Regions from separate parts of the Zea mays genome. Here region 1 is linked to region 2. A link is a contact called in public Hi-C data. All regions are on one chromosome and are shown on one strand. Each heading gives the region's core, a stretch centred on a gene start, on an enhancer-like site or on the middle of the called end of the contact. The rest is flanking DNA. Distances are from core to core; before and after follow the strand shown.

Evidence for each region. A called contact is a pair of places that touch in the nucleus more often than the background predicts.
Region 1: a Hi-C map of ear shows a contact between it and region 2, with 2.3 times the contacts expected there. The contact joins the promoter of LOC103633112 here to the promoter of LOC100280079 in region 2. A contact is called at or near these places in 2 of 25 Hi-C or Micro-C datasets (ear and tassel).

Annotation. Positions count from the first base shown.
Region 1 is chr7:150,671,364-150,676,297 of Zm-B73-REFERENCE-NAM-5.0, reverse strand. LOC103633112 reads left to right here and starts at 3,287. Exons shown (of 7, transcript XM_020541208.1): 1 at 3,287-3,884. The coding sequence starts at 3,517.
Region 2 is chr7:150,454,438-150,460,012 of Zm-B73-REFERENCE-NAM-5.0, reverse strand. It overlaps LOC100280079 (Folate synthesis bifunctional protein), which reads right to left and starts at 1,635. Exons shown (of 3, transcript NM_001153018.1): 1 at 1,183-1,635; 2 at 462-608; 3 at 1-366. The coding sequence starts at 522.

The sequences.
Region 1 (4,934 bases), core at 2,038-4,537, 210 kb before region 2:
ATGCTCTAGAGGAGTAGTAGAGTGCACAAGTTGTTCCCAAAGACAATCATGGCTTGTAGTACATGTGAGTTACCTTTGGTCGTCCTCGTCCACATCAACATGTGTAGACATCTCCTTCAGCAGCTAGCTAGTCAGCATATCTATCTTTTTCGCTCCCCCCCCTTTACCTTGCCAAAACAATTGGTGGTGGTGGTCCGCATCACCGAGCACGATAGCCATTCGGGTATATATATGGATTTACTCGGGTCAAGCATGCAAATAAAACCCAGTCATTATTCAAAAATTGAATCTTTACCTAACTAAGTTTTGACCTCCGCCTATGGGCGGCCTCAGCAAGGCTAGATAGTGGAGTATGAGAGATGCAGGAGAAAAAGGCATATGCAAGCGAGCTGAAGCATGCATGCTGCTTTTCTTGTTGTGGTGGTGGTGGCTTCAACCTTAACGACAAGGGATTTCAACCTTGACATCTATTGCTTTGCTTGTCATCATGTCCCCCCCAATAATTTCAGACGCGTTTTCGAGTAAGTCTTGTAAAGCCGTCTTCCTCGATCGATCTCCTTTGCTGTTGTCCCATTTATTTGTGTCGCCCGCTAATTTCGGCGTCAGGGTGTCAACTCAGTTCTACTACATACGGTCGTAAAATATTAAATTATTTCTCAAAAAAGTCTACTAGCTAGACTGCTAGAGTGCAAATACATTTTATTTATGGTGAGAAAAAACATAAAGCATTAAGCACCTGGTATATTATTTGCTACCAGCTGACACAGGTTAAACAGATTAAATGCTAGTTTTTTGTTTGTTTGTTTGTTTATTAACCAGCAGAATTTCTCTGTCTTCCATGCATGCAGATTTAAGTAATAGTCAACCTAGGTTTGATGCATGCATGTCTTCACTAAGCTGGTGGTTGACTTATTAGATATCAAGTCTTATCCCTGTCATTCCAATGCATATGTATCACATTCACAGGCATGGGTGTCTAGATACCTATACCATGCATGATGAAATGAAATGTCACATATGTGTGTACAATACACGGTGTCGTTGATGTATCTTGGTACATAGCTTTTAGTAGTCCAAGGCGATATGGATGTGATTTGGACTTGAATTGGTCGAGGGGATGTGCATGCTGCAACACCATACAAGGATGTCAAAGGGCAGCATGCAGACGATGTGCTCTGAAAGCGACTACGGATGCTGCAGTCAGTACGTGTGTGGGCTTGAATTCTGCGGCCGGCAAAGGAGAAATACTTTCCAAACATCTGACCGACCTTATTCACTGCTACCATCTATCCAAGATTAGTCTTTACGCACACTCATCGCGCTCGGCAATAACACCACAACGTATATATACGAGGCAAACACGGCCGGCCGGCAACCAAAATATCGTGTAGGCAGATGAACAATGCATGTATTGCATGCCAACAAAAGTTTGACTAGTAATTAAATGTGTGGTCGCCGATGCATGCTAGAAAGATGTACTATGTGTTTAATCACCTGGCTTTTTATGTGTGCATGAGGTGACATTCTGAAAATAGTCAATCAATAAATAATGAAATTCTTAATCCTTTGTTATCTAAAAATGACACGAAATGATTTAGAGGATGTGCTACTCAGTGGACCGGTTTGGTGGTGCACCAGACTGAGTGCGCAAAGAGGGATGCAACTGGTTTTCAACAGAAGAGAGCGTCGGACCGGTCCGGTGTACAAGGACCCAGTCTGGTGCGGCATCAGACCGAAGTTGTAGAGAGGTTGTATTTCGGGCAATTTAGAGTTGGATTGTTGAACCGGTTCGGTGGCACACTTGACCGTCTAACAAGATTCAACGATCGACTGTTCTCAAACGATTATATCGACGTGGCAGGGTCCGGAGGTCATCGCAGACTTTCACTGTTCATGGTCCGGTGTCCCTAACAGCTCAGAATGGTCACTGCTCCAGACATTGCCAGACGATCCGGTGATGCACCATATCGATACTGTGCATGGTCCAGTGTACACGCAGAAACTACTTTTGAACCCCTCTTTTTACGACAGCCTGCACATTGAAGTTACAAGAGCTACACCAAACAACCATACATAATGCAAGTGCAACACTTTATACGCATTCAAAGCCATACAAGTGTTGCATCCGATCGATTCGAGTTTGAGAAACTTAGCGACTTGTGCATTTGAGTGTTGCAAGTTCTTGTGCTCTTAATTTGGTTTTCATTCTCGCTCTTACCCCCATTCTCACAAGTTGTAAAGCTAAGCAAGAGACTTTGTTTCTTTGTGTGGAGGTCCTTGCGAGACTTGGTGTCCCCGGGAAGAGAAGAAAACTCAATCGATCTCCGTGACTATTTGGGAGAGGGAAATGGTTGAAAGAGACACATCCTAAGTGGAGTCTTCAACGGAGAGTAGGTTCTTTGGAACCGAACCTCGGGAAACAAATCACCGTTGCGCTTGATCATTTACTTGCGATTTGCTTCTTCCTCTCCCATCTCTCTTATTCTCTTGCTTGTGATTGATCCCATATCAATTTGAGTTGCAACCAAGTAATTCTGTAATCATTAGTGCAACTCTAAGCAAGAAGAGAACACATCTCCCTCGCCTTGATTGATCCTATTCTTGTTCTAACGCTGACCCAGGGTTGAAGTTTGTATTTAAAGTTGTTAATTTAGATTTCGCTTATTCACCCCTTAATAGGTGACTTTCAATTGGTATCGGAGCCCGACACTTCATTTAAAAGTGTAACCACTCGAAATGATGTCGAGAGAAGTCGCCAAGAACGAGAAGACCCACTCGAGAGAGAAGCGTGAAGAGAAGATGCCGTCGGAAAGTATCAATGTGTCTTCGGGGAAGAAGTACAAAGAGCGAAAAGATGAATTTGCCGGCTCGTTCAAGACGCACAAGAAGAATGACGACAAGAAGAAGCGGATGAAGAATGGCGGTCTACTACAAAACCAATTCTTCATCACCTTCAATATCCGGCGCCGAATCGATATAGCAGCAGCTATGGCTAGACCCTTTTTAAACAACTATAGCAGATAATAGCAGCAGCTATATCTTGATATCTATAATTATTTCGGGGGCCATGGAAGATTAGCGACAAGGTAATAGCACTAGTGACAAAAGCAGGGTGTGTGACACACGCGCTTACTGCCGAACGCCAAAGCCCCCCTGGCCGAAAAGGATAGAGATGTCCAAAGCCATATAGACAGGGACAGCTGCTATACTGCTATAGGGTAGGCCAGGCCGGTGACGTCACCACGGCATAGCTATCCATTCCTCCTTTAAAAAGCTAGTAGTCCCACACAAGCTGCACTGCGATGTGGTCCTCTCCTCCTATCACCTGACCTCCACACACACACAGCACAGGCACGCGCAAGCAAAAATTCATTCATATATGCACGCTCGTTCGTTGTCGATCTCCCCCATCACTGCACGGCGCGGCGCAACAAGAGCGAGGGATTGGAGCTCAGCTAGTCGTCTAATCAGCTAGTAGGTACGTGTAGCTAGGCTGCGCTGCACCAGCTGCCGTGCATGCAGTGCATGGCGCAGGAGGGCTCTGAGGCCTCCGTCGCCAGCTCCCCGCCGCCCCAGACGCCGCCGTCGGCCTCCTCCTGGTGGCGCGACATGCAGCACCCGGCTGCCTACGGCGCGTGGCCGCCGTCCCCCGCGGCGAGGTGGCCGCCCCCGGTATCGATGGCGCCGGCAGCGACGACGCAGCAGCAGCAGCAGCATGGCGGACGGGCGACGACGTCCTCCGACGGTCTCTCGGCCTCCAACGCCACCGTGGCGTCCTTCACCAACCACTCCGGGCTCAGCCTGGACTCCGCGGGTGGAGCTGAGGCCGCCGCCGCTGCCGCCGCCGCCGCCGAGAGCCACCTCTGGAACCAAGTCCTCATCATGTGAGTACGACAAGACACACGCAGCACGAACGTATCTCCGTGCGCACATGCATGCATGCCTACATGTCTCTGATCCATCCATGAACACAATCAAATAAATTAAAATACTCCAGATTTGCATGCATATTCATTCGATTCGGAGCCGGCCGGCCGGGCGGGTGATGATGAAATGAATGAATGCAAATAATAAGAGGGGGCCGGGCATGCGTCCACTACCCTTTGTCCTCCGATATGATCGATCGAGTGCCTTCCAAAGCGGCCTCGCTTTGCCTGCTAGCTAGTAGTAGATATTCTAGCATCTAATAAGTTTCCTTTACCTGCTAGTAGCTAGTGGCGCCGATCGATTTCCGGCAGGTTAATCTTTTTATTTGCTTCTTAATTAATTATTAGAACAAGAACATGTGCTGCTAGCTGCAAAGTTAACTAGCCTCTACTATATACTGTATGTCTGCGGCAAAGGAACCAATTCCAGGGGCAAAGCACACGAACGAAACGAGCTAGATGATGAGGAACCAAAGCAGAAGCAGGCAAAGGGAGATAAAGAACTAAAGGGGCTTTAATTTCCGATCGATCGATTTCCAAAATACAGCGGGACGACGGGAAAGGAGAGCTAGCTAGTAGAGCCTAGAGGTTCTTTGTCTAGGTCTAGGCTCTAGCTAGCTAGGTTCATGCATGTTGCGAAAGTGTGTCAGCATATAATAACATGTAGCTGTGAGAAGTACTAGTGAGATTGCTTGCTTGAGATGAAATTAAAAAAACATGTTATTGTTGCTACCTAGGGTTGGGTAGAGACAGAACCTATAGCTAGTAGCTAGCAAGATGTATAACAATGTCAAAACCAAACTACTACTTAGCTAGCTAGTTAGCCACTGATCACCAAAAAAGTGGAACCATATCAAGCAGCATCCATGCCCCCCCTTGTCACCACTACTTAATTATTAATCCATTTCCCAAAGTCTTTTTGCCTGGTTCCATTCTCATTTCTCACACATGCATACTTATGCACCTCATCATTTCGAGGAAAGTTTTGCCCTCTGCTACTAGTAAGTA
Region 2 (5,575 bases), core at 386-2,885:
TTATTCCGCCAGTGCGGCCAATATCCTTCTCAATTTCCTTTAGCAGTTTAAGAAGCTCATGTGGCCTGAGCCTAGTTGTGCCCCGAATGGCAGAGTTAAGAAACCGCGGCTGATCAGTCAAATAAGCAGGGGCGGTCTCATAGAGACAGGCATGCCTAGTGATGTTCACGTCTGAGCTTTTCATCAGCTGCAATGCCCTGTTGAATGTACTGACTCTATCGCCTACATTGCTTCCCATAGCAATCACAATCTCTTGGTCAACTGAACGGCTCTCAAGTGAGCAATGAGTAAAGAAACGGGTCTTGAATGGAACAACATGTCTGGAAGCTCTGTTCAAGGATCTTGGAGGATGAGTAAGATCAGACACTGTCAAAAAAATAGGAAGGGGTGAGTTAGACATTAGAGGCTTAGTTGTTTTTAATTGCATGTTAGTGGATTTAAATTGAAAGCTAGAATTGTACCAAAGTAGTTCTTAGCAACTGAATGCATCTTCCTAACTGAATCCTTAGCATGCAGGAGCATGGTTGAGCGTATGAGAAATAAGAAAGCAACCGCTTGATACCAATTGTAGTCTTAGAATCTTTCACATGAGCTTTAATCCTTCACATCTGGTAACAGGCAAAACACAGACAAATGTGAGGCTGAACAAGCATAACCAAAAGCTAAAACTTGGTTACCAAAGTTCCAATCATGCACCCAAAAGAGAGTCTGACAGATGAAAAAAATCTGCAGCAATGGAGACATATAGCTTTGAAGTTTGATGTTGGAACAAGCAAGAGGTTTTTTTTCCCTAATGATAGCTGATGAGATATACCAGAAGAAATTAATGAACGAAAATACAGAAGTTCTCTAGCAAACCTCCCCAAACAAAAAGGTGCTACAAGCTTATGCAAGACAGCAAGAGAGCTTGTCAGCTCAAGTGTTTTGCTGTGGGATCCTTTTGCTGCTTGAAACTGCTGGGGAAACATGAAATTGGTCCACTGCCATTGTGACTAACTATCAGTCCAACGAGGCAATACAAGTGATCAAATAGCTCTCTCGCAAATCAGGAAGCTCTTCCTAGCGGCGGAGGACGCGCCAAAATCAAGGTGTTGCTAACGTAGTGACGAAAGAAAAAAAAAATCACAACACAGTCTAAAATAATTCATAGCTACAAACTAAGCGATGAATATAGAAAAGTACCTTATTCAAAAGCATGCTTATCTGAAGCGCCGCCTTAGCGTCGCTTAGGCGCTAAGGCGCCTGTGGAACCTGAGGCATCTAACGCGCCTTGCCATGGAGCGTAAAGCGCCCGCTGCGGCGCAGGGCGTCCGCGAGGCGTCGACGGGGCTTCGTTGAGCCGTCGTCGGGGCGATGCCTTGGGGAGTTAGAGCGGCGGCATTGGCTGGGAAACAGAGGAGAGCTGGAGCAGTGACGGCGGCGCGTAGGGCACCCGTAGCGGTGGCGTGTAGGGCCACGCAGCGGCGGCGTGCAGGGTGCCCGCAGTGGCGGCACGCAGGGGAGAGGGAGAGAGAAGAGCTGCGGCTCGGAGGAGAGAGGAGAGCGGTGTGGAGAGCGACGGCGACGGCTGAGAGGAGAGTAGGAGACTAGGAGAGCGGCTGAAAGCCTAGGAGAGAGAGGAGAGGCAGCTGGTTAGGTTAATCTTAGCGTGTTGGGGACTTGGGCGGTACGTGGGCTTTTTTGTTTTTCTTTTTTTTTTCCTGTTTCCCTCTTGTGCTAGGCTAAAATGGATCCATTTAGTGCGCCTACGGATGATTCACTTTTGGCTGCCACGAATGCGTCACTAGGTAGGAGGAGTGGACGACCATCCGCCACCTCCATGTCACATCACTGATGACTCCTTCATGGGACGTGTGTGCAGCAGATGCAGAATCACAAACATGCGATAGCAACAACTCTGATATATATCAAGGAATCTGCTTATTGCTTCTACGAAATTGGAACGGGTTGTGCTCTCACCTTTGTGGAAGGACCTGCCCAGAGCCGCCTAGTCGTGGGCGGACGCGGGTTGGCGGAGGCCGGAGGCGGACGGGGGCACAGTGCGACGGCCGACGGAGGACAGAGGCGCTCGAGGGAGGCGCCGGGCGCGCGGACTGGGACTGGGAGGCTCGGTGGCGGCTTGGTGGATGGCGAGCGGTAGGTTAGGGATTAGTTTTTTTTTTCCACTGATGATATTTTTTGGGCTGGGCCAAGTATTGCTTTGAGCCTTCCACCCAATGGCCCAAGATTAGCTAGTACTTCTAGAGTCCTAGACAAAGAAAAAAATAATTGTCACAGATTGTATACACATGCTGCCTACGAAGTCCGTCGTTCATTCTAAATTCCTGATTAAAATTTTGTGTGACACATTGTAAGAGCATCTCCAACAGATTTCAATAACTTTAATCTTGAACCTTAATTTAGAGAAAAAAACAATCATCCAACGGAGCTCTATTGACGCTTCCTATTCTTCTACATGTGCCAAAAAAAAAAACAATCAAAGCTCGGCTGGGTTCGACTGACTGTTTGAGTGAGCAAAAAAGTAGGCTCGGCTAAGACTCATTCAGGTTCACGAGCCTCTCCGAGTCGAGCCGACTCACAAGTCTCGAACTTTTTTTCTAGGCTGGCAAAAAAGATAAATAGGCACTATTGACGTATAAGGCTTAGAAGGTAGACTGCTCATCCGATTGTCCTGTTGCCACGATCTTGGCCCCCCGATCGCCGACATAGAGAGATGGACTGTTATCTATGTGGGCAGCGAGATAGTGCAAGGGAGGTCGGCCGGTCGGGCTGAGGGTTCGTACCTCGACGACCTTGAGCCAGAAGGAAAAACATGGACAACTGTGCTAAGCCTGCTGAGTGAGCACTTGGACAACCATTTACAATTCATGTAGGCAGTATCTCTGATCCTTATCCTAAGAAAAATATCTACTCCTTTCCATCTGTTCTTCATTGCCAAAACCACCAAAGGTGCCCAGAACCAATACTTCATCTCATAGCGCATACGAAACACTCCTGCATTAAATTAGGATGCTTGTATTAGAGTTCTAAGCATGAAAACAAGAAATATAGCAATAACTGAGGTGTGCTTGGAACTTACTTAGCTGTCTTATTTATATATATTTGCACATGTTCGTGCCATGGAAAGCTCTGCTTTGCTGTGTGCATGCTGTTCCTAGCGTTTTTTGTTGTTGCCACCTGCCATGTTTTTTGTTATCATCTCAAAATTCAGGTGGATTAGTTCGGATTCAGCCCTTGGTGCTCCCTTATGCTTTATGTGGAGTTCTTATAGTATATGAATAGGCTGCTTACCTGGTATGCCGCGTGTTTTGCCTGCTCGATATTTTTGCCTATGCTTTTGTTAAAGTTTATTGGTTACCTTTGCACGTATTGTATACATACATGTACCATTTTATACTCACATTCCTGTATTTATTATTTGCAGCTTCTACAGATCTAGAGTTGGAACACTACACATCATATGCTTAAGCTGGATGGACAGTTCGCTTAGCTTTTGTGGATTGAAGTGGACCTGTAGGTTGCTAAACTCTATGTACATAACTATGTGAATTGCATCAACCAAGCTATGTTTAGCAATACCATGTATATATCTCCTGTTGTTGTGTGTCCCAACATGCGGCACATAACATAGACTTGACTTAGACCATATCACCTTATTTTGGATCAGCTTCATGTTGTGATAGGTCTGATTATTATACTGTGTTACACATCTATGCATGGTAACTTGCTGAAACAGAAACTAGCTGCAACTTCAATGTAAATTATGACCACCCCCTGTGTCTGGTCTGATCGTTGCTTTGTTGCTCTATCTGTCTCGCACTCTACCTTTCAAAAATTGTGCTAAATAGTTTATTAAATCCTTAGAACTTTGTTTTTTTTTCCTTTGTGCTGGATAGAGCGCCCTCTAATCTATTTTTCTTATATTCACACACAAAGACTATATGGATCAACTATCAGCTAATAATAAGATGTTTATACCTCTCAGTAAATAAGGCTGTAGTGGTAACTTAGCTCAAAACATATTGTTTTATATTTGAAGAAACTAACTTTTATCAAAACCCAGTCCCATACACATATTCAAGTTTACATGAGAATGTCACATGGACTATTCATGTAAGCCATCTTGAAAATTTCAATGCCCTATGACACTATACGAGAAGAAACATTTAAAAATTTTAAAGCCATCTTTCGTACTTTCTGAGCGGCATCTATCTATACCTTACTAGTCATTAGCGCGGATTAGTGCACATGAGTTTTATGTGTTGCAACAGCAATACATTTACATATTGTGATTATAGATATTTATAAGGTTGAGGACTATATTGTTATTTAAATTTAAAAGGGTAAATAGTAGCATTTTTTAAGAAAAAAAGACATTTTGATCCACATTGCTGAAAGGGAAATGTGCATTTGGGCCATTTCTAAGTATTTTGGTGATTGAGTGTCAACACAAGTGCTTAAATGTGAATATATGCCCATGGATGAACAAAGTGCAAATCACAAGTAAAGGTATGTTTCTAAGCCTTAGTACATTGGTTTTGTGTACTAATATATTTGTCTAAGTGTTAGAAACAGAAAGAAGAAGAAAAGGAGAATGTTGGCTGTGTGCAGCCAACAGGCTGTTTCGGTCTGGGGCACCGGACTGTCCGGTGGTGCACCGGACAGTGTCCGGTGCGCCAGGCTGCCTCGACCTGAAGACGCCGCTCTCGGGAATTTGCCGACGGCGTGCGGCTAAAATTCACCAGACTGTCCGGTGTGCACCGGACTGTCCGGTGAGCCAACGGTCGGCCGAGCCAACGGTCGGCCGCGGAATCTGCGCGCGACACGTGGTCTGGCCAACGGTCGGAAGGGGGCACCGGACTGTCCGGTGTGCACCGGACTGTCCGGTGCGCCAGATCTGCAACGGTCGGCAACGGTCGGCTGCGCCTTTTAAGGAAAGAAATCGGGCACCGGACAGTGTCCGGTGTGCACCGGACTGTCCGGTGCGCCCGACGACAGAAGGCAAGGATGGCCTTCCAGATTTGTTCTCAACGGCTCCTAGCTGCCTTGGGGCTATAAAAGGGACCCTTAGGCGCATGGAGGAGAACACCAAGCATTCCTACAACATTCCTAAGCACCAAGACATTGATTTCACGCATTCGTTTCATTGTGATAGCATATAGAGCTCTTGTGGAGTTGTGAACTCTTTGAGTTGTGTTGCGAGCTCTTGTTGCTGCTTGTGTGCGTGTTGTTGCTCTGATCTTTTGAAGTCTTGTGTGTGTTGCTCATTCCCACCCTTACTCCGTATTTCTTTGTGAATCTCAAGTGTAAGGGCGAGAGACTCCAAGTTGTGGAGATTCCTCGCAAACGGGATATTGAAAGGCAAAACAAAACACCGTGGTATTCAAGTTGGTCTTTGGACCGCTTGAGAGGGGTTGATTGCAACCCTCGTCCGTTGGGACGCCACAACGTGGAGTAGGCAAGCGTTGGTCTTGGCCGAACCACGGGATAAACCACTGTGTCATCTCTGTGTTTGATCTCTTGTGGTATTGTGTTTTGTTGAGACTCCTCTCTAGCCACTTGGCAATAATTGTGC